4 separate regions of the Sus scrofa genome follow, and regions 1, 3 and 4 are each linked to region 2. Evidence: chromatin contacts called from public HiChIP or PLAC-seq data. All regions are on one chromosome and are shown on one strand. Each heading gives the region's core, a stretch centred on a gene start, on an enhancer-like site or on the middle of the called end of the contact. The rest is flanking DNA. Distances are from core to core; before and after follow the strand shown. Region 1 holds the start of CDK13 (cyclin-dependent kinase 13). Region 2 holds the start of YAE1D1 (yae1 domain-containing protein 1). Region 3 has its middle 48 kb from the start of CDK13. Region 4 has its middle 74 kb from the start of CDK13.

Region 1 (2,700 bases), core at 181-2,680, 230 kb after region 2:
GTTTTTAGGTTAAGACGGGGCCTGGAACCTGGGTGTACCGGGTAGTTTAAGCTGACGCCACCTCCGCCCTCTTTTACGGGGTGCTCTCTTTCCCTCTGGCAGCTGTTCCAACCCCCGGGCTTGGCTGAGGGTGGACGCTGTGGTGAATACCCAGCCCAGAAGGCCATTAAAGGCATTACTCCTCAGTCTCCAGATTCTTTCTCCAGCCGTGACCTTTCGACAGGCAGGCGGTGCGGTGCCTGCGGAGATCCGGGGCCGGCACGGCGCGCTGGACGCAAGCAACAGGCACGACCCGCGTGCCATCACTGCGAGACGCTCCAGCGACAGCAGTGGGCGGCGCACGCATCCTCTCCTTTCTTTAACCCTTCTTCACACAGAGTCCCACCCTCGCCGGAAGTGGAGCGCTCTCCAGTACGTCACTTCCGGTCAGAACCCCCGTCGCTTGGCGGGAGCGAGCACGCCGGTGCGCGGCAACTTTGTTCCCGCCTCCTTTGCCCCTGACGCCACTCACCTTTGGTTTTCTCGGAGCGCGACGTGCGCGCGCGCCCCCGGCCTTGCGTCAGGGCCGAGGGGGGGAAAGGCCGAAAGAGCGAGGCGAGAAGGAGGGGTTGTGGAGGTTAGGGCCCAACCAGCGAGTCCCAGCACCCTCCCTCCTCCTGACGAGGAGCGGAGAGGGAAGGGGAGGAGCAAGCCGGGCCCGGCCGCGCACACCCGGAGCCTCCTCGTGGAGGGGGGGGGAGCGGAGAAAAGGGGCAGCACCGCCACCTCTGCCGGCGGTGGCGAAGGAAGAAAGTCAGGGCCCAAACCCACCGCTCCAGACTCAGAAACGCCCCCCCGCCCCCTTCTCCCCGGAAACAGCCCCCCGCCCAGCCCCGCACACTCGCCGCCCCAGCCGCGAGCCGCAGCCGGGTCGCCCCCGCCTCGCCCCGCCCCGCCGCCCGTCCCTGCGGGCCGCCGAGTGCGCGAGGCCCTAGGCCGGGAGTTGTTGTCAGGCCCAGGCCACTTCCGAGGCGCCCGCCGTGTGTCGCCGCCGCCACAGGAGGACGACGTCGACGCGGAGGAGGAGGGGGAGGCGGCGGAGGCGTGTTGTTGTCTCGCCCACTCCCTCCCCTGAACTCGCACCCGACGTCAGGGCGCGATGGAGTGAAGCGGCGACGAAGGTGGTACTTCCGCGTTGCGCTGCCCGAGCCGAGAGCGCGGCCGAGGCCGCTCCCCCACCCCGGGGGCACTTGGAGGACTCCGGACTCCCCCGCGGGTCGGCGCCCGGCGCCGCCGGGGTTTTTGCTGCGGAGGGTAGGACGGCGAGCACGATCGGGAGCTCCTCCGCCCGGATTCCGGCTTCCCGCGGGCCCGGAGGCCGCTGCGTACCCCACCGCGACCTGGAGCCCGGGGACCGGAGTCCCGACCCGGATTATCGTGGCGCGTCTGCCGGCCCGCCCCGGTGCTCGGTGTCCCTCCGCCGCCGTTCCCGTTTCCGGCGGGGGAGATGGCCAGGATCTGACCCGCGAGGAGGCCGCACCCGCGCCGCGCTCTGCGGCGGGCCCTAGGCGATGCCGAGCAGCTCGGACACGGCGCTGGGGGGAGGCGGGGGCTTGAGCTGGGCGGAGAAGAAGTTGGAGGAACGCCGCAAGCGGAGGCGATTCCTGTCCCCTCAGCAGCCGCCGCTGCTGTTGCCGCTCCTGCAGCCGCAGCTCCTGCAACCGCCGCCGCCCCCGCCGCCTCTGCTCTTCCTGGCTGCTCCCGGCACGGCCGCCGCCGCAGCCGCCGCCGCCGCGGCCTCCTCCTCTTGCTTCAGCCCGGGCCCCCCTCTGGAGGTCAAGCGGCTGGCGAGAGGCAAGAGGCGCGCAGGAGGGCGGCAGAAGCGGCGCCGCGGGCCCCGCGCCGGGCAGGAGGCGGAGAAGCGTCGGGTCTTCTCGCTGCCCCAGCCGCAGCAGGACGGCGGTGGCGGTGCGAGTAGCGGCGGGGGTGTGACCCCGCTGGTGGAGTACGAGGATGTGAGCTCCCAGTCCGAGCAGGGGCTGCTGCTGGGGGGGGCCAGCGCGGCAACGGCGGCGACGGCTGCCGGGGGAACCGGGGGCAGCGGCGGCAGTCCGGCCTCCTCCTCCGGCACCCAGAGGCGCGGGGAGGGGTCGGAGCGCAGGCCCCGCCGGGACCGCCGCAGCAGCAGCGGCCGCAGCAAGGAGCGCCACCGCGAGCACCGGCGGCGGGACGGGCAGCGGGGCGGCGGCGAGGCCTCCAAGTCCCGCAGCCGCCACGGCCACGGCGGCGAGGAGCGGGCCGAGGCCGGCAAGAGCGGCAGCAGCAGCAGCAGCGGCGGCCGCCGGAAAAGCGCCTCGGCCACGTCCAGCAGCAGCAGCAGCCGCAAGGACCGAGACCTGAAGGCCCATCGCAGCCGGACTAAGTCGTCCAAGGAGCCGCCCTCGGCCTACAAGGAGCCGCCCAAGGCCTACCGCGAGGACAAGACCGAGCCCAAGGCCTACCGGCGGCGGCAGCGGTCCCTGAGCCCGCTGGGAGGCCGGGACGACAGCCCGGTGTCCCACAGGGCCTCGCAGAGCCTGCGGAGCCGCAAGTCCCCCAGCCCGGCCGGAGGGGGCAGCAGCCCCTACTCTCGGCGGCTGCCCCGCTCCCCGAGCCCCTACAGCCGCCGCCGCTCCCCCAGCTACAGCCGCCACAGCTCCTACGAGCGGGGCGGCGACGTGT
Region 2 (2,700 bases), core at 84-2,583:
ATAAAGACATTAAAGCCTACAGAATTGCCTAGTAGGGCAGCTTTCATTTGTTCCCAAGGTTTTTGGTAGGAAGTATTCTGATTTGTTTACTGAATATGTTGTTCTAATTTTTATTCCTTTTTTGATCCAAATGTTATTTAGGGAGGTGTTTCTAATGTCCAATATGATATTTAAATTACAGTTAACCTTGTTGGGGCAGTTTTTATTATTTCATACCAATTTTGTTGGATTACAAAGACTATGACCTGTAAAATCTGCTTTGTCGTTTATTACGGTATTTTTTTTATGGTAAAGTATAGACTGTTTTTATACATATTCCATGGACCTACGAGTACATCACATATATTTTTTCATATATACAAAAAATATATACAAAAGAATCTCTGTGAACACCTAAGGTTATAACCTGTATCACCCATACATAATCATGATTCTCCTTACTTTGCTTGTTCTTAATTTTTTTTCATGGCATGTATGTATTACGACCATAATTTACTTTTATAGCGCTTAGTGTTTACTCTCTGTCAAATCTAGATTAAAGTCCACCGAAGCTGGGACTTTCGTCTGTGTCCTTCACGATGTATCCCAATAGCCTACAAAGGTGCCTGGCACACGGCAGTTCCTCAGGAGTATCTGTTAGCTAAATAAATCATCATTACATGAGCCAGTAAAGGGCAAAACAGGAGTCCTGCCGGTGCCCATTCATTAACATGTTTCAACACCTGCTACAGGTCAGAACAGTGACGGCGCTGAGAACGCAGAGATGCACAGGTGCCAGTCCTCACCCAGCCAATAAGCTCCTTTTCCGGCACTTGAGAAGGAACGGGGTCGTCGGAGGATACTGTGAAGCAACGAGAAAAGGACTTCGTTTTGAAAGTGGACTCTATATGTACGGACCTCGAAATGCCGTAGCATCCAACTTTATGTTACCCTCGGCTCCACGCTCCTAACAACTAAAGCGCATCGGGCGCTCCAACCTCCGCGAAGCACCGGGCGGGGGGTGGCGGCGGAGTCTCCAACGGCCTCCCAGAAGCCGACTACCTTGCGCGGGTGCCCACTCGCGCGTCCCCACGCCCAGACCCCGGCGGAGACCGCGACGGGAGCGGACAGGCTCACTGAGAGTCGGCACTGCCCTCCGCAGGCACCGAGGTCGGACAGACCCCACGGCGGGGGAGGCCGCGTCGCCCACGAGCGAGGCAGCGGCGCGGCAAACGCCGGCGGGAGCGCAGACCGTCCCGGACGCGCGCGCAGAGCGCTGACGCCGCGAGCACGTCGTGCGCCCCCACGCGCACGCGCAACGGTCCCGCGGGCTCGGCTCGCAGCCTCCGCCCCGCCCCCGGGCCGGAAGGAGTGGCCGGCGCTTCCGGTGCCGTGCCGCGCGGGGGCTCCCTCGGTGATGTCGTGGATTCAAGCCGCAGCTCTGGTCCCAGGTCCTGGCGAGGAGGGGGACGTGTTTGACGAGGAAGCGGACGAGACGCTCCTGGTGCAGCGGGAATGGCGGAGCCACATGCAGAGACGAGTCAAAGTAAAGCTGCGTGGGGGGCGGGGGGCCCTTGCCGTGCCGGGCGTTGCGGGGAAGCGCGGTCCCGAGCGAGGAGGCCGGCGAGTCCGGGCCTGGCCCGGCGCTGCCCTCCCGACCCTTTGCCGCTCAGCGCGGTCCGCGTCCTGCCAGCATTTCCCAGGGCGGTACCTGGAAGCGTGCGCGCTCCGCGGGCGCCCGCGGGCTGCGTGGGATGCTGGGGACGGACTGAAATAAAGTCGTTCTGGGCTTGGAAGCGCTTCGGTTTGCTGGGGACGGCGAGGAAGGGGTGGGGGAGAAAAGTATACACCGTTCTAATGACGTCTGTCGAAGGACACGTGCACAGTGTACGTGGGTTGCTTGGGGGATGGGGCACCCGAAAGGTAGAAGGGGAGTTCACCGAGACAGGTGGAAAAACTGAACTGAGACTGGTGTCGAAGGGCGGTGTGGGAAGGCGAGAGTGGAATGCCGGTGGCCGGTAAGGGACTGTGATTGTGGGGTTGGGGGGGGGTTGTGACTGAATGTGAATTATCTGTCTCTAATTTGTCTTGCTATTCACCGGGACGCTGCTTAATACCACACACCCAGTTTCCGGGCGAAGCGCTGGGAGCTCAGCTCGGGATGAGTACCAAATGATGAAGTTCATTCCACCTAATATCCTTGCCAGCCATTAAATTGCCATCAAATCTGCCCTTATTTAATGTTTCAGTAAAATAATAGTTGCTTGGCAAATACTCTGAAATAGAAATGCCGTATGTGAGGCTGAGCCTAGACCAGTATGTGTTGGGCATCTTTTGAGTGCTTTGCAGGACAGAATCCCTGCCACAGAGAATTTGCAGGTTATTTGAATGTAGGGATCAAGCAAAATTTCCGAAACCAAGTCTCTCATCTTTTTGCTAAACCAGTTTCCTATTTCCCTACTTCACTTCCAAGACCTCGGTAGCCCTGTTCACTGCCCCGCCCCATCCACCCACACCCATCCAGTCGCCAAGGGACCAGACGCTTAATTCTTCATGTTTACTTTCTGTGGAGCTATTGCTAACACAGTTTTTTAAACTATATAGAATCAGTATCTGTAAATGCGCCCAGTGGGTCTAGACGTCAAGAAGGGAAAAACCAATAGTAAACTTTTATGAGAAGCATAGTCTACTCTGGTTGTGTGGGTGGCAATGCCATGTGTT
Region 3 (2,700 bases), core at 61-2,560, 180 kb after region 2:
TTCCAAAGGGTGGGATCAAGCAGTTGCTCCTCAGAGCTAAGAGGAGCAGAAAAGGGACAGCCAAGAAACAAAAGGGCAGCCTTGGGGCAGGTCCCAGTTCCTCCTCTAGGGATGCACAGAAGAGTAGCGGAGGTAAAACCCCCAGCAAATGAAAGGCGCTGACTACCTGACAAAGCCTTCTTCACTCCAGGACCACCCCAACCAGTCCCAGGGCCACTCAACACCAACTTAGAAGAAGAATGAGAAAGAAAGAAAAAAGAAAAACACTGTAACAATAAATATCCCTGTGTAATTTACAACAAATGCAATAATAAAGTCTTAAAGGAAATTTTTAAAGGAAGAATGAAATTTGCTCTACCCTGATCCTTATCCGTGGCCCTGGTTCCCACTCCCAAACGGTAAGACCATCTCCTATTCTCTCCCGAAGGAGGGCACAGTCTTTAGGGCATTAGTCCGCCGTGACCTCCTTCGCCTGCCAAAGCGATCAAAGCTGCTCATTCCTCCGCCTGCGTTTCTATTAGGCGCCGATGGACAGAGGCTGAGTTTTGGCAACAACAGAGCTGAGAGCAGGGGAACAAGACTGACTGAAGATCTTCTGTGACAGCAAAATGTACAAGTGCACAATCAGAAGACACGTGAACAGGGACAAATCATCACCCCACAGGGCGAGCCCTCCAGCTTCCAGGAGAGATGAAAACTGTCATTTGAAAAGGCAGAAGGGAATTCCCGTCCTGGCCCAGCCAGGAGCTGGGGTGTAGTGGCAGACTCGTTTCGGATCTGGCATTGCTGTGGCTCTGGTGTAGGCCGGCGGCTACAACTCCGATTAGATCCCTAGCCTGGGAACCTCCATATGCCGCAGGTGTGGCCCTAGAAAGCAAAAAAAAAAAAAAAAAAAAAAATATTATTAGAAGAAAGAAAAGGCAGAAAAATGACAAGCTTCTCCGGATTTGTTTTTTTTTATAAGACACTGAGAGGAAAAATAGCACATAAGTTTCTTTGTTTTAAGATCACAATTCCAGAAGACCTGTGGCTTGGAACAAAGAAACCCTTGGGTTTAAGTTTATTTCCTTAGTAAAATGATTTCAAAGACATCATTTTTTTTTTAGTACACCGTATGTTTTTCGAAAGAGGGAAGAATAGGTGTTGGGCTGCATCTGCACAGCTCGAAGAGCAAAGAAAGACCGCGGAGTCCACGACAGACCCCTTTAGGGATTAATGGACGGGGAGCTTACCCGTCGGAGGCCCGGCCGGCGCTGCACCGCCCGCGGCGGAAGATGGGCGGGACCTTGCTGGGGGGCGGGCGAGGGCCAGGTCTGCGCGGCATTGAAGTCGGATTGGCTCCTCAGCTGCCAGGGAAACCGGCAGAGGGGCCCGCCCCTTACCCCCCCGCCCCCTTCGGATTGCAATGAGCTCTAGCTGGGGCCTGGGGCTGGGAGTAGGACCGCCAGGGCTGTGGGTGGGGGGTAGGGAAGCAGGCCCGGCCGAGTGGGTGACGCACAGAGAGCAAGAGAACAGCCGTCCTGAGTGCCATCTCCTGCTGCTGCGGGGAGCTGTTGTGAGAATTAATTACGTTCGAAAACAAAACAGAAGTGGCAGCTGGACCAGAGCATCTCTGTGCTGTGAATGAAAGAAGAGAGATTAAAATATTTGCTGCGTGAAAAGGAACACTTCGGTTGGAGGGTACCTGTGCTCTGGTCCTGAGAGAGGTTTTCTTTGGCCGAGCTCAGTAGACGGTTACTGCTTTGGTGCCGAAGTGAAGGTTGGACACCCATCAAGGGGAGACTGTACTGGGCATTTGTTGCTGTTGCTGCTGTTTTCATCTAGCTCTACTCTGTAGTAACAGTACCCCGATTTTGCTCTAGGGAACCACTCCTCCCACACGATGAGCCCACAAGCTCCAGGGGACCCTGAATCCACCCCGGCTCTTGGGGAGAAGTAGGTGATCCAGGCGAAGCTGACAGCGGTCATTGGTTCGAGGAAGAACACGTGAACCACGTCAGACCAATCAGGACATAAGGATTCTATTGCGAGAAATTGAGTTCACCCGGAGAGGCTTGGACCTATTCTTTCTCATTGGATGTGAATAAGAACAGAGCTACTGGAGTTCCTGCCCTGACTCGGCTTAATGAACCTGACTAGGATCCATGAGGATGTGGGTTCCATCTCTGGCCTCATTCAGTGGGTTAAGGATCCAGGGTTGCTATGGTACAGGTCACAGATGCAGCTTGGATCCTACACGGCTGTGCTGTGGTGTAGGCTGGCAGGTGCAGCTCCTATTCGACCCCCAGCCAAGGACCTTCCATATGCCAGGTGTGGCCCTAAAAAGATTTTAAAAATAGAGAGAGAGCTACTGCTATAATACATTCCTGGGACGAGACAGGGTGGGGGAAGGTTGCAAAATGTTCTAACCGGCTGGAGAATTCAGTGATTGCCAAGAGACTAACAGAACACAAGTCACATTCTGCGATTTATTTTCTCGTGAAAGGTGTTATTGGGACAATTAGTGAAATTTGAGTGAGATCTGTAGATTAGCTGACATTATATCAAGTTTAATATCTTGCCTTTTTTTTTTTTTTTTTAAAGCAATGCACCTACAGCATATGGAAGGTCCAGGGCTAGGGGTAGAATTGGAGCTGCAGCTTCAGGTTTATAGCACAGCCACAGCAACGCCAGAACCAAGCTGCAGCTGCTACCTATACC
Region 4 (2,700 bases), core at 75-2,574, 160 kb after region 2:
CTCAGATGCAGCTCGGATCCGGTGTAGCTGTGGCTGTGGTGTAGGCTGGCGTCTACAGCTCCCATTAGACCCCTAGCCTGGGAACCTCCATATGCCATGGGATCGGCCCTAGAAAAGGCGAAAAAGACAAAAACAAAAAAAAAAAAAGAAAAAAGAAAGAAAGAAAAAGCAAGCAAGCAAAGCAAGGCAAAGCAGAGCTCTCGAGGAACTCAGGGCTTTTCTCTGTGTGGGAAGGTGCGAAGGTCTGGGCTCCCTGCACCCATCCCTGAGCGGCTCCTGGGCCGTCTGGGCCGGTGTCCTGTGCTTGCCCAGCCCCAGTTTCCTCGGGGCTCCCTGTGGGGAGAGGTTGCCGGCTGCTGGCTGCTGGCTGGCAGGTGTCCTTGGTGTCCTTCCTGAGTTCCCCCGGGGTCGCGGGCTCACCTGGAGGTGGCTGCACTCGCAGAGGACTGGGACAGCTTTTGTTTTGTGGGCTTGAGGGCAGCCCAGGCGGCAGCAATTCAGACAGCTCTGAAATGCCCCCGCAAGGAGGAAAGGGGACACAGCAAGATGCGAGTGACGAAGGGGAGGGGGAGGCGCCTGCCTTTTACAGAGTTTGCTGCTGGTGTCGGGAGGGTGGCGACGAGTCATGGGAAGCAGACGAGGCCATTTAGCGCTTTTCTAGATTTGAGGCGATGCAAGAGTTGGGCACCTAAAATCTTCTAAAAATAGCTAACTAGGAGTTCCCATTGTGGCGCAGCAGAAGCAAATCTGACTAGGAATGATGAGGTTGCGGGTTTGATCCCTGGCCTCGCTCAGTGGGTTAAGGATCTGGCGTTGCCATGAGCTGTGGTGTAGGTCGAAGATGGGGCTCGGATCTGAAGTTGCTACAGCTGTGGCGTAGGCCAGCAGCTACAGCTCCAATTCGACCCCTAGACCCCTAGCCTGGGAACTTCCATATGAGCCAGGTGTGGCCCTAAAAAGCAAAAAAAAAAAAAAAAAAAAAAAAAATCTGACTCTCTGAAGGCCTGTTCTGCCAGTTTTCCCAGAGCCCAGAGTGTCTCACTCCTGGTCTCCACCCTGAGCTCCACGCGGGGTGCTGAGGCTCAGCAGCTGCCGTGGCTCCTGGTTTAATCCATGTGGAGGCAGATGGGAGGTGCTAATCTCCAATTCACACACGAGACCCTTGCTCTGCTCCTCCGAGGAGTTCCCCAGTGTCTCAGGGGGGCAAGGATCCAGCATTGTCACTGCTGTGGCCCAAGAATTTCCACAAGCTGCAGGCCCGACCAAAACCGAAACCAAAACCAAACTGCCCCTCCACCCTCTAGTCAAGCCCAGCGCCCACGTGGCTCAGAGATGGGGTGACACACCTCTCAGTTCCCCTGTCAGCCTGGTGCTGAAAACAACCCGGACTTTGCGGGGCTCCTGGACACTCAAGCTTTTCTGTGTCCCCCATTTCTTGCTTTTAGGGAATAAGCTTCCGCCTCCAGGGCCCTCCCTGCTCCAAAGGCCAGGTTCAAATAATTGCTCATTAGAGAGAAGGGAGCGGATGCAGAGACCAGGGAGGAAGCCTCCAAAACAACAGTGCAGCCGTGGGGCAGCGTCCTGGTTCCTCCTCAAAAATACGCATAACAAGATCTGCAAGTTCTTCTGCAGAACTAAAACCCCCACCAAATGAAAGCACAGGGGAGGACCCCCAGAACCAGCCCTGGGGCCACCAGAGCCCAGCTTGGAAGCGCGAAAGCTGACATCCAGCCAGTCCTCAGCTGTGGCCCTACTTTTCCTTCCAAACTATAAGACCACCTCCTACTCTCTCCCAAAGCAGGCACTGCCTTTAGGGCGCTCGTCTGCTGTGTCCCCCTTTGCCTGGCCAAGCAATACAGCTATTTTTCTCTGCACTTCTATTCAGCACCAGTGGACAGAGGCCAAGGTCAGCATCAGCGCCCTTACTGACGTCCCCCTTCACTCCGCCAAGTGCGCCAGTGTGGGTGGTAAGCTACAGGGTCTCCTCGAGAACCGCCTGGGGTCTGTTACCTCAACATGAGCAAGACTTGCAAAGCCTAGGTCTGAGCCCAAAGGTCTAAGGACACGGCTGTTTCCAAAAGGCAGAGCTCGGGAGGGGTCAATAGTTCAGCCTAACCAGGAAAGATGCACGAGGCAGCGACAAAGCTTTGGTGCACCTTGCTGGCCGGGCACCCTCACTGGCACAGGTGCCCTGCGTACTAGGAATCCAGAGGCATGAACACAGATCAGAGCCTGTGGTCAGGAGGAAGCACACATTCTTTCCATCCAATGAACACTCAGACGCTCTCCTGGGCCAGGAACAGACAGAGACACTGGGAATCCACACAGGTCTCAGGAGTCCGTCGACCTATAACACGGGGGGGGGGGGGGTGCGATGCTGTGACCTGAGCACGAGGGGGTCCCGGGAACCCCGAGCAAGAAGCGGCTCACCCCTCCTGGAAAGGGGCTGGGGTGGGTAGGGAAAGCTGTCACCAAGGAGCTGTCTGGGCTGGGCTCTGCAGGCCGGACGAGGTGTCAGCTTCTCTCCCTGTGGGGCAGGGAATTCTCAGCTTTCAGGAGCCAAACAGGCAGGACGAGAAGGGTGGGTGAGCCAGCTGTAGGGACCAGGGAGGCAACGGGGATGGAGTGGTCCCCGGGGTGGGGCTGGTGCTCCTCCCAGACCTCCCCTGAGGGACAGCTGGGCGGGGCTGGAGGTCAGGG

Evidence for each region. HiChIP or PLAC-seq counts read pairs in DNA pulled down with a chosen protein or histone mark.
Region 1: an H3K27ac HiChIP or PLAC-seq map of alveolar macrophages shows a contact between it and region 2. The contact joins the promoter of CDK13 here to the promoter of YAE1D1 in region 2. A contact is called at or near these places in 2 of 5 promoter capture datasets (fetal liver and liver), 1 of 47 Hi-C or Micro-C datasets (liver) and 1 of 2 datasets of contacts at active chromatin or transcription factors (alveolar macrophages).
Region 3: an H3K27ac HiChIP or PLAC-seq map of alveolar macrophages shows a contact between it and region 2. The contact joins the enhancer-like site here to the promoter of YAE1D1 in region 2. A contact is called at or near these places in 2 of 5 promoter capture datasets (fetal liver and liver), 17 of 47 Hi-C or Micro-C datasets (adipocytes, alveolar macrophages, blood and 9 more) and 2 of 2 datasets of contacts at active chromatin or transcription factors (alveolar macrophages and skeletal muscle).
Region 4: a contact with region 2 is called in an H3K27ac HiChIP or PLAC-seq map of alveolar macrophages. The contact joins the enhancer-like site here to the promoter of YAE1D1 in region 2. A contact is called at or near these places in 2 of 5 promoter capture datasets (fetal liver and liver), 19 of 47 Hi-C or Micro-C datasets (brain, embryonic fibroblasts, fetal heart ventricle and 10 more) and 2 of 2 datasets of contacts at active chromatin or transcription factors (alveolar macrophages and skeletal muscle).

The regions. Positions count from the first base shown.
Region 1 is chr18:54,428,790-54,431,489 of Sscrofa11.1, reverse strand. CDK13 (cyclin-dependent kinase 13) reads left to right here and starts at 1,430. Exons shown (of 15, transcript XM_021078845.1): 1 at 1,430-2,700. The coding sequence starts at 1,551.
Region 2 is chr18:54,661,840-54,664,539 of Sscrofa11.1, reverse strand. It overlaps YAE1D1 (yae1 domain-containing protein 1), which reads left to right and starts at 1,333. Exons shown (of 4, transcript XM_003360217.5): 1 at 1,333-1,525. The coding sequence starts at 1,397.
Region 3 is chr18:54,476,986-54,479,685 of Sscrofa11.1, reverse strand. No RefSeq gene overlaps it. Among named protein-coding and RNA genes, the nearest start is that of CDK13, 48 kb to the right of the region's middle. Within about 2 kb of position 1,310, at least 33 of the 83 cell types and tissues checked have an H3K27ac peak or open chromatin away from gene starts, as enhancers often do. A contact at or near this core is called in alveolar macrophages, embryonic fibroblasts, epiblast stem cells and 2 more, where this site is marked.
Region 4 is chr18:54,502,580-54,505,279 of Sscrofa11.1, reverse strand. No RefSeq gene overlaps it. Among named protein-coding and RNA genes, the nearest start is that of CDK13, 74 kb to the right of the region's middle. Within about 2 kb of position 1,324, at least 38 of the 83 cell types and tissues checked have an H3K27ac peak or open chromatin away from gene starts, as enhancers often do. A contact at or near this core is called in alveolar macrophages, fetal liver, liver and 5 more, where this site is marked.